3 separate regions of the Mus musculus genome follow, and all the other regions are linked to region 1. The links are chromatin contacts, called in public HiChIP or PLAC-seq and Micro-C maps. All regions are on one chromosome and are shown on one strand. The core of a region is the stretch at or near the end of the contact, and the rest is flanking DNA. Distances in the headings are between cores, read along the strand shown. Region 1 holds the start of Neo1 (neogenin). Region 2 holds the start of Hcn4 (hyperpolarization-activated, cyclic nucleotide-gated K+ 4). Region 3 has its middle 10 kb from the start of Gm33053.

Region 1 (2,935 bases), core at 309-2,808:
AAAGTCCCTCTGTCTTAGATAGTCCAAAATTAACATTTGCAAGGCAATTTATAGTTTCCAAAGAGCTTCTCTCATCAATTATCTCAGAAAACTGAATAACGATGTGATTATTAAAGGTTAATTAAGCAAATACTTGTGAAGTAATTGGGAGGTAATCTATTTCTAATTTAACAGGTCATCAGGGGTATTTAGGAAATATTTTTTCTGGTTAATAACTCTAACCAAAACAAGATATTTAAATGGTTTCCCTAGTGGAAAACAATAAGCGAGTGTTTGCTCTTTTAAACCAATTGTTTCAAAGAGCCAGGGGAAGGGAGGGCTCCTAATTTCACTGTTTTAATGAGGTTTCTGAGCTCTTCATTCCCCACGTCAATCCATGCCTTATTTTGGAACTTTGGAATAAAATAAGATAAAATAGCAAGTGACTAGAGAAGGCATGGTGTGTGTTAGAAAAAGAAATGTCTTTTTTTGCTGGACACATCTTGGATATTGACTATACGCAGAAGGGCAAATAAAAATCCAACTCCTATCAACAACCCAACATGACTAAGTGAAGAACCAGGGTAGAACAGTATGGGCACTCTCGCCAGCAGACTACAGACTGTTTTCTCCTAACTTTGGGTAGCTCGATCCTCAGTAGTACCAGGAGGTTGAAAAACCAATTCCCGCGTGCTCCGCGTTTACTGTCGAGAGACACTTTGGATCTCAAGTACAAAACTGCAAAGTGACCATCCAGGGCCTAGGTAAAAGGCTGCAGTGACTGCAGAGAATTAGCCCCGGGGAGATTGAGTCACGGGGTTGGGTCCTGGCCTGGGCACGCGATGGAGTGGACTCCCCGCACCTTTGTCTGAGCCGGAGCCGAGTGTCTCAGTGGGGACGCGGGGCACCACGGTCCCGGCGGGTCGGGTACCGCCCGAGAGGAAGCCAGAGGTCGGCGCAGTGCGATCGGCCCCCTCCCACGGGAACCGCGCCAGGTCCCCAGCAAGAGCCGGGCGGCCTGCTATTGTTTTTGGCGAGCACATAAATCCGTGCGCCGACCCTCTGCGAACCCAGGTTTCCTCCCGGAGGCCATTCGGTTTCCTCTGAGGCCCTATATAGAGGCCCGGGGCAGAGAGGTGCGCGCAGGCTCGCGGCCTCCGTGAGCAGCTCCGGAGTCCGTGCGGCTCTGCCTCAGGTCTCCGTAGCCTTTGAAGCGGTCCGCGGAGGTGAGGGGAAATCTCTCCCGCGGGTTAGGAGCGGGAGGCGGGAGGCGAAGGAGGCGGATCGCTTCTCCGGGGTTTCCCTGACGCCAGCAGCAGCAGCAGAGCCCGGCGCGCGCGCCCCGCGCCCGTGCCCGTCTCCCGAGAGCCAGAGGGGGGAGGGGAGCGGGCCCGCCGCCTGCCCCTGCGCCAGCTCGGCTCCACCGCCGCGGCTGCCCGCGAAGCGACCGCCGGGATTGGAGCCCGGCAGGCCGCGGGGCGCGAAGAGGGTGCTCGTGGGGAGGGAGGCGCGCGTGCGCGGCTGTGAGCGTGCGCGGCACGGCGCGCTCCGGCGCCCGCCCCCCACCCCGCGGTCTCCGCCCCCCTCGCTCTACCGTGAGGAGCCCGAGTCGGCGGCGGGTGGCGGCGCCTGGAACCTGGAGAGACCGAGCCACCCCCCGGCTCTCGGCCGGAATGTACTGATTCTCCTCTGCTCTCCTCCCCGCCCCGCTGCAGGAGGGAGGCGCCCGGAGTCTTTCCCCCTGGGCGCGCGAGGGGGCCGCGCGGGCCGGGCCGGGCCGGGCTGGAGCCGAGCCCTGCGGCGCAGAGACCGGCTGAGGCGCGCTGAGGGAAGGGCGCGAGCGCTCCGCGGCGCTATCGCCGCCGCCGCCGCCGCCACTCGTGGGGTAGAGATGGCGGCGGAGCGCGAAGCCGGGCGACTCCTCTGCACCTCCTCCTCCCGGCGCTGCTGTCCGCCACCGCCGCTGCTGCTGTTGCTGCCGCTGCTGCTGCTGCTCGGACGCCCGGCGTCCGGCGCCGCGGCCACGAAGAGCGGCTCCCCGCCGCAGTCCGCAGGTAAGTCGGGCCGGGCCCGGGACGCCGTGGGGGCTGGGGCGCGGCACCGGCTCCCGTGGCCGCTGCGGTGGGTTTTTGTTGTTGTTTAGGATCCAGAGGGGAACGTGCGGGAACTTTTCCTCCTCGGCTCCCGTTGCTGGAGAGAAAAGGGTCTCGCGTGGTGGAAAGCGGAGCAGGCAGGAGGGGTTCCTACCGGGGGAGGGGCGCCTCCGGGATCCGGGCCGGAGCTCTGGGGTCCAGTTCTGCGCTTTGTACCGGGAGGCAGGTTCACCCCTCGCCTCTTTCCCCTCCCCCAGGCTCATCCCACTTGTAAGAGTGGGACATTCTTGTGCTCACACAAGCACCAGTAGAGGCCACTACACACCTCATTAGATAAACAATCGTACAGCCAATTCATTAATTTTCAGGAAGGGATGGAGGAGGGGGCTTGAATTCATTCTCTTCACCCTCCATCCCCCTCGGCCATGGGTTGCCCAGCTTCTGAAGTCCAGGGAAGCGCTGTCGGATCTCGAGGGACTCTTCGCTCAGTGATTGGAGCCTGGGTCTTCAGGAGAGGGGGTGCTAAGGGGCATACTAGCCCCTTCATGATCAGATCAGTGGTGTTGACTTAGCCTTGTGGACGCCTTGGAGAGCGGCTCCAAGTGATTCTGTGAAGTAGTGCCTCTTTACTAGGGATTTAACTATATTTCTATGTAACCCACTCTCAACTTCTGAAAAATTTCAGACATCGGATTTTTAAGGATTTGTCTAATTGTCTCTATGTGACTATATATGTATATGTGTGTGTATACACACACACACACACACATACACATATATACACATATATGTGTATATATATTCAGCATCTTTTTTTTTTCTGTGTGTTTCATGCATTCCTGGAGTCACCAGCATTCTTACAT
Region 2 (2,935 bases), core at 182-2,681, 210 kb after region 1:
TAACTCGGGCTGGGAGGCTGGACTGGGAAGAGAGCCTGCAACTACACAAGGCATCCACTGGCATCCCCAACCTGGCCTCTTACCTGAAGTCACTGTAGGGGTGGATAATCCAAAACCCTGCTGACTTAACCCTCTCCTGCTCGCGCTCCACCGCTTTCTGGCTGCCGAACATCCTTAGGGAGAATTTGTTGACCCCAGGTTGCAGCATGGCACCGAACTGGCGCTGCATGAAGCCGCTCTGGCCCAGGCGCACCTCGGCCTCGGGGAGGATCTGGTCGCTGGCGGCCGCGCCTCCCTCCACTTTGATAGCGGTGTCCGCCGAGGGCTGCTCGCAGGAGGCAGAGGCCGGCTGCGGCGGCTGCTGGGGCGGCGGCGAGGCTGCGGGTTGTGCCGCGGTGGCCGGGCGCTCGGGTTCGGTCGCCAGGCCCGGGGGCGTCCTGTCCTCGCCGGGGGACGCATCGCCCTCAGCGGCGATGAGCCGCCGTTCCTCCGCGGAGTCATGCAGGTGCCCGAGACTGCTGCCGCCCCCTGCTCCACCACTGCCGCCGCCCCGGCTGCCCAGCGAGGCCAGACTCCCGCGGAAGCGCCTGCAGTCACCGTTGGTGCTGGACTTGCCGGCGCTGCGGCCCGGCCCCTCGCTCTCTGTCGCCCCGAGGGCCGCACCCCGGGACTCCGAGCAGCCCGCAGCCACCGAGGGAGAGGGCGAGGGCAGCGGCCGCAGCCGGATGCTCCTTCGGCTGGGGTCCTGGCGGCCCCCGGCCCCTTCTTCCTCACCATCCTCTTCCTCGTCCATGATCCACGCCTTGGCCCCCACCTGCTGCGGAAGGCTGTAGAGCCGCTTGCGCATGGACGGCGGCAGCTTGTCCATGGTGCCAGGGATTGGGCCGGGGGCAGCGGTGCGGGTGCGGCACGGGGGACCCGCTCCAGGTGCGCCTGCCAGTGAGGACGCGTCCTTCGCTGCCTCACGAGCCCATGATCGCGCGGGCTGCGCGCCGAGGGGAGGCTCCTAGTCCGGCTGCAGGTCCCCGGGTTCGCCGCGCTGCACCTCCTCCCGGGCCCGGCTTGGGCGCGGGGACCCCACGCTCCCTCCCTCTTTTCCCTCCCTCCTGCGATCAGGGGCGCGGCGCGCGGCCCGGCTCCAGGCGCCCCGCCCCCGCGGGGAACAATGGGCGCGGGCAGCGGCGGCGCTGCGGCCACCGCGCTCCGGGAACCGCTCCCGAGCGCAGAGCGCACTGCCCGCGCGGTTCCCGGGAGTGCGTCCGGCGGGTGTCTGGGGCTGTCAGCGCGTGTGACCGCCCGGGCTTTGCAGCTGGTCACCCGGGTTCTCGCTTTGCCTCCTCTAGCTGAGCCCAGCCGGCCGAGTCCTGGGGACTCCCGCCGCAGCGGAGCGGAGCCCAGCGGCCCGCCGGGCTTACATCAGCCTCCGCCTCTCCCGGAGCGCCCTCCGGCAGCGCTCGGGCTCCCGCGCCCCGGAATATTCATGAAGCCGCCGCAGCTCGCGGGTTGCCATAGGAGCGGCTTCTGCAGCCCGGCCTGCCTACCTGGGCTTCTTAAAGGGGCAGCGGCGTCCCAGCCCAGACATAGAGGGGGGCGGAGGGGGCCGGGCCCCGCGAGGGGCGCAGGGCGGAACCTCGCCAGACCTTAGGGACTGAGGTAGGAGGTGTCCTTACTCCTGTGCGCGTAATGATTCCTGCTGGCCACGGACTGAGAGCTCCCGCTGGGGCTCAAGATTTGGGGGCGGGGTTTCCCAGTCTCTCCCGCGAGCTTCGGGCTTTCCTTGCCTAGCCCGCTGTCTCCACGCTAGGGTCTCCGACCCTCCTCCGGGGAGGCGTGCCGGTCGTAAGGCTGCGGAGCGGCTGCTTTCCCGCAACTCGCCTGGAGAGGGGGTTTCCGGAAAACGCTTCGAGTCCGGGCGGCTCCCAGGGTTTTCCTGAGCCAGGGGCGGGGGGCGAATCCCGCGTGGGTCTTCCCCGGCGCGGCGAGGAGGGCTTGCGGGAAACTCTCCAGGCGCTCACTGGGCGCGCGGGTGGACCCACTTCTGCGAGGTAAGACTTCGAAGAAATGCGCCGACAGTAGCAGTCACAGATGCGGGATCCCAGCGCCGGACTTCCCACCACCCACTCCCCAGCGCCTTTCCCGGAGCAATTCGATGTGGGGTTCCCAAGACCAACGGGCTGCTTCCAGAAGGCTATGGGCAGGCTCCTCTGGCGACCTGACACTCTGGGGAAGGCTTTGACTCCCTCGCCTTGTGCTTCCATTCAGTCGAGACATCTGTGTGCACCAGCGTTAGAGGCTTCCATCTCCACCCAGACACACTCTTTAACCGCCCCAGCCCCCATTTGATCCCTCTCTTAATGCACCTGGGCGTCTTCTCGCTCCCTGTATTACATTCTCGATTTAAGGGCAAATCCCAAGCCTAAGGTATAGCTTAGGTATCCACACTTTAGTACAGCCCAACACCCAACATTAGCTCACAAAAAGGTGAAGGGGCGGTTCAGAGGGAGAACTGGCCAGAGAAGGTTGGAGTCTGTGTCAGTAGAGAAACAGACCCGTGGGCAGGAAGGCAAAGGGGTCCTCTACTCTGAGGAATAGCATGAAGTTTACATTTGAAATCTTAGCCCGCTTGTGTCCACACACACATCCCGAGTAGGGATTTGGAAGGCAGCAGGGTTTGGGTGGTGGGCCTTTTCTGCTCTATCCACTGGACCACAGAACTTCGCATGGGGGGTGGGGATGTCTAGGGTGATGACATCACCCGGAGCTGGCATTTCTACTTTTGAGCAGTTCTGAGCTGACAGTTCCCTGCACAGATGCTGGGAGGCACGATCTCTCAGTGTCCTTGGGTCTCCTTGAGGAGTGCTCTTAACTGCCTGAGAGCCCTGTCTGCCTGGTGGTGGATGAAGACCTCCCTTGCTACAATTTCTCTGATCACCAG
Region 3 (2,935 bases), core at 175-2,674, 210 kb before region 1:
TTGGAACAGTAAATCTTGGGGAATGAAGAGAGAGAAGCCAAAGGAAAAAAGTGGGGGTTCGGGGGAGGGGGGAGAAAGATGAAGCCCAGAACAGGATGTTAACACTGGAGTAGAAAAGCCACAGCCTCCTCTGGGAGGGCTCCATAAGGGTAAAGGGGGGATGATGGGGCTGTGGGCAGGGGTGGGGGAGGGGCAGCGAACCCATACTGCAAACTGCAGTCAGAAAAAAAACTGGCTGGGAACGTGACTGGGGAGTGGCAACTCTGTGCTAGCGCAAAGGCATCTCCTGAGAACCATATATATAAAATATAGCATATAGAATATAGAATATAATGTATATACATACATAGACACACAGATAATTATTTTCCCTGTGTGTGTTTCTGTGCGTGTGGCATGTGTGCAGGTGTGCATGCACGTGTGCATGCAGGCCAGAGGTCGATGGTAAGTCTCTTTCTCTAACTCTTTTCACCTTATTTCCTGGGACATGGTCTCTTACGAAACCCGGACTTAGGCTAAGCTGCTGGCCAGCAAGCTCCAGGGATCTCCCCACTTCCCAGCACGGGGCAGGCAGACACAGGCCTGCCTTTGTACCTGGATGTTTACGTGGGGCTAAGGATCTGAATGCAGCTCCCTATGCTTACACGGCAGGAACTTTGCCCAGGGAACAGTCCGCCCAGGCCCTAAAAAGAAACCTCTTCTAGAAGTGGGACCCATCCACTGAGAAGCAGGGTGGACGCTTTGTATTCTCACTCCCTTTCTGGGTTCCTCTAGCGGGGGCGGGGGGGACACCCTCAAATGTTACAAAGACTTCAGCCACATGCATTCCCATCCATTAGTCGCCTTAATAGAATATAAACATACACACGGGTTCTTTCTGCTACAAAAGAAATCTCCCGAAAAGTTAAAAGCAAGTCAGTAACTTTATCACACTACAAATGTCCATCCATTGTGTGGGCAAGGGAGGTATGAGCTATTTGCATTGAATACCAAATTTACAGCGACCTGGAGGCCCAACACTCAGGGATTAGAATGTGAGAATTATGCAAATCTGGATCACTGTAGGACTTCCACTTTAACCTTGCAACCTAAGATAAGCTACAAGCTGTAATGGTTAAGCTAATTTAAAGAGAAAGTTCTAGTGCAAATAGCAAGAACAGCAGCCAGGTCAGCAGAACAGGGTGAAGGACTGACCGCAAGACCCCCCCCCCCCCCCCCCCCCCGCAATGGAAACCCCGGGATTGTTTTACAGTGTTGCTAAGTGCTGTGTGGCAGACAGATTCCTTGCAGAGGGTTCAGTTGGAGTCCGAGTAATTTTAGTTTATGAACAGCACATTTTAGTAACCCTCTGTGACTCAATCATTGGCTTAGTAGCAAGTAAACCTTCAGTAGACTCAACACGTGAGTCACTTGCCTGCAAGAATGAAAAGGGCCTTGGCCCTGTTGGCCCTGTAGTCCATGATCCTGTAGCCTGGTGGGGAGCCGCAGGCTACATGTACACACTGCTCTGACAAGTGGGTGTCACCTACAGGAGGGCTTGTCTCTTTCATTATCTGTTCTCCACATAGTACAGTATCGTCAGAAACCTCTATACCGTACCCATCAGCATACAAACAGGCCTTATTGATTCTCGTCTTGAAGCCTGTTTCCTTGACTTTATACCTGCTCTAGCTATGAGCACAATTCCTTCCTTGTTCCTGCAACAAAACTTCTCAAAAGAGCTGTTTCTGCAGTTGGCCTCCTTGTCCACAGGTTTAATCAGCTGAAGATAAATATACATTATATTTGAAGGCTGAAGAGATTTCTCAGTGTTTAGAGTGCTTGTCATATCCCCAGATCCCAGTAGATAGGTTGGCATGCTACCCCTTTTCTAAGTCCAGCCGAAGGTGGAGACAGGGGAGTCCAAGAGTAAGCTAGATAATAACATCAGCTATATCGGTGAGCTCTGGTTTGATTGAGAGGCCCTTCTATTGTATGAATTATATATTCTATCCAGCCTGTATAAAAGACACACAATCCTGGTATTGATTTGCAAGTTGTAAGCCTAGATTGGGCAGGATTTGAGTTCCTCTAACATATATTTCAGCCATATGTCCCTTGCTATGTTTCTCCTAACCATGTGCTCACAGTCTCTCTCTTCTCATGGCTGCCTTCTCTCTTTGTCTTCTCTCTCTCTTTTTTTTCCTGGTCTCCTGAGATCCCTCACTTAATTCTCAAGTCCTGCTTTAGTCTTTTATTGACCAATTAGCTTGGGGAGCAAGGTTTGCCCAACCAAAGCTGGTGTACCTGAGAATTCATTCTCATCTTGGGGCAACCAGATCGTGGGGCACAGAATTTAGCATTTGAATACATAGCAGCACCACACCAAACCCAACACCCTGGTTCAGTGACTAAGGTAGAAGAGTGATATCACCTACTCTGACATTAACCTTAGGACTCCACAGGATGTGTATGTATCCACACACGTGTGTGCACATACATGAAAACATGCACACATGTATGACACACACAAAAGTGGGAAAAGAAAAATCATTTGACCAAACTTGACTATATCTAATTTGTATAGATTTTTCTGCTGTCAGCATTTCCTCGGAAATACAGTGTGATACTGTGTGCGGAGCCAGTAATTGCCATTCCAGAGGTGACACACAAGCTGCTGGAGGATGAGCACAGGTCACGTGCAATTCTGACATCATTTTGTATAGATTTTGATACCTAAGGAGGGTCTTGAAACAAATTCTTGTGGAGAGGAGGGTCAAATGTAGGGTTGCTGATTTTCTCATTTCGTTTTGACTCATTCATTCATTCATTCATTCATTCTCTTTCTCCCCACCCCTCTTCTGGTCTATTCTAGAAGGTTTGGTTCCCAGCAGCATCTTCCAGATTCCTTCTCCCTATCATTCTCCCCGGTGTTGTTAAAAGTATACAAACCCAT

The links. A called contact is a pair of places that touch in the nucleus more often than the background predicts. HiChIP or PLAC-seq counts read pairs in DNA pulled down with a chosen protein or histone mark.
Region 2: a Micro-C map of embryonic stem cells shows a contact between it and region 1, with 6 times the contacts expected there. The contact joins the promoter of Hcn4 here to the promoter of Neo1 in region 1. A contact is called at or near these places in 4 of 484 Hi-C or Micro-C datasets (all in embryonic stem cells) and 2 of 115 datasets of contacts at active chromatin or transcription factors (both in embryonic stem cells).
Region 3: a contact with region 1 is called in a FOXA1 HiChIP or PLAC-seq map of pancreatic cancer cells. The contact joins the enhancer-like site here to the promoter of Neo1 in region 1. A contact is called at or near these places in 15 of 39 promoter capture datasets (the 3T3-L1 cell line, 3T3-L1-derived adipocytes, the C10 cell line and 9 more), 11 of 484 Hi-C or Micro-C datasets (the AML12 cell line, ECoMG myeloid progenitors, brain and 7 more), 29 of 115 datasets of contacts at active chromatin or transcription factors (the NIH/3T3 cell line, SST interneurons, bone marrow-derived macrophages and 20 more) and 2 of 9 other capture datasets (adipose tissue and pancreatic islet).

What each region holds. Positions count from the first base shown.
Region 1 is chr9:59,035,064-59,037,998 of GRCm38.p6, reverse strand. Neo1 (neogenin) reads left to right here and starts at 1,558. Exons shown (of 28, transcript NM_001042752.1): 1 at 1,558-2,033. The coding sequence starts at 1,871.
Region 2 is chr9:58,821,445-58,824,379 of GRCm38.p6, reverse strand. Hcn4 (hyperpolarization-activated, cyclic nucleotide-gated K+ 4) reads right to left here and starts at 1,431. Exons shown (of 8, transcript NM_001081192.3): 1 at 84-1,431. The coding sequence starts at 868. It also overlaps a transcript of Rec114 not described here.
Region 3 is chr9:59,243,835-59,246,769 of GRCm38.p6, reverse strand. No RefSeq gene overlaps it. Among named protein-coding and RNA genes, the nearest start is that of Gm33053, 10 kb to the right of the region's middle. Within about 2 kb of position 1,424, at least 22 of the 459 cell types and tissues checked have an H3K27ac peak or open chromatin away from gene starts, as enhancers often do. A contact at or near this core is called in a colorectal cancer cell line and pancreatic cancer cells, where this site is marked.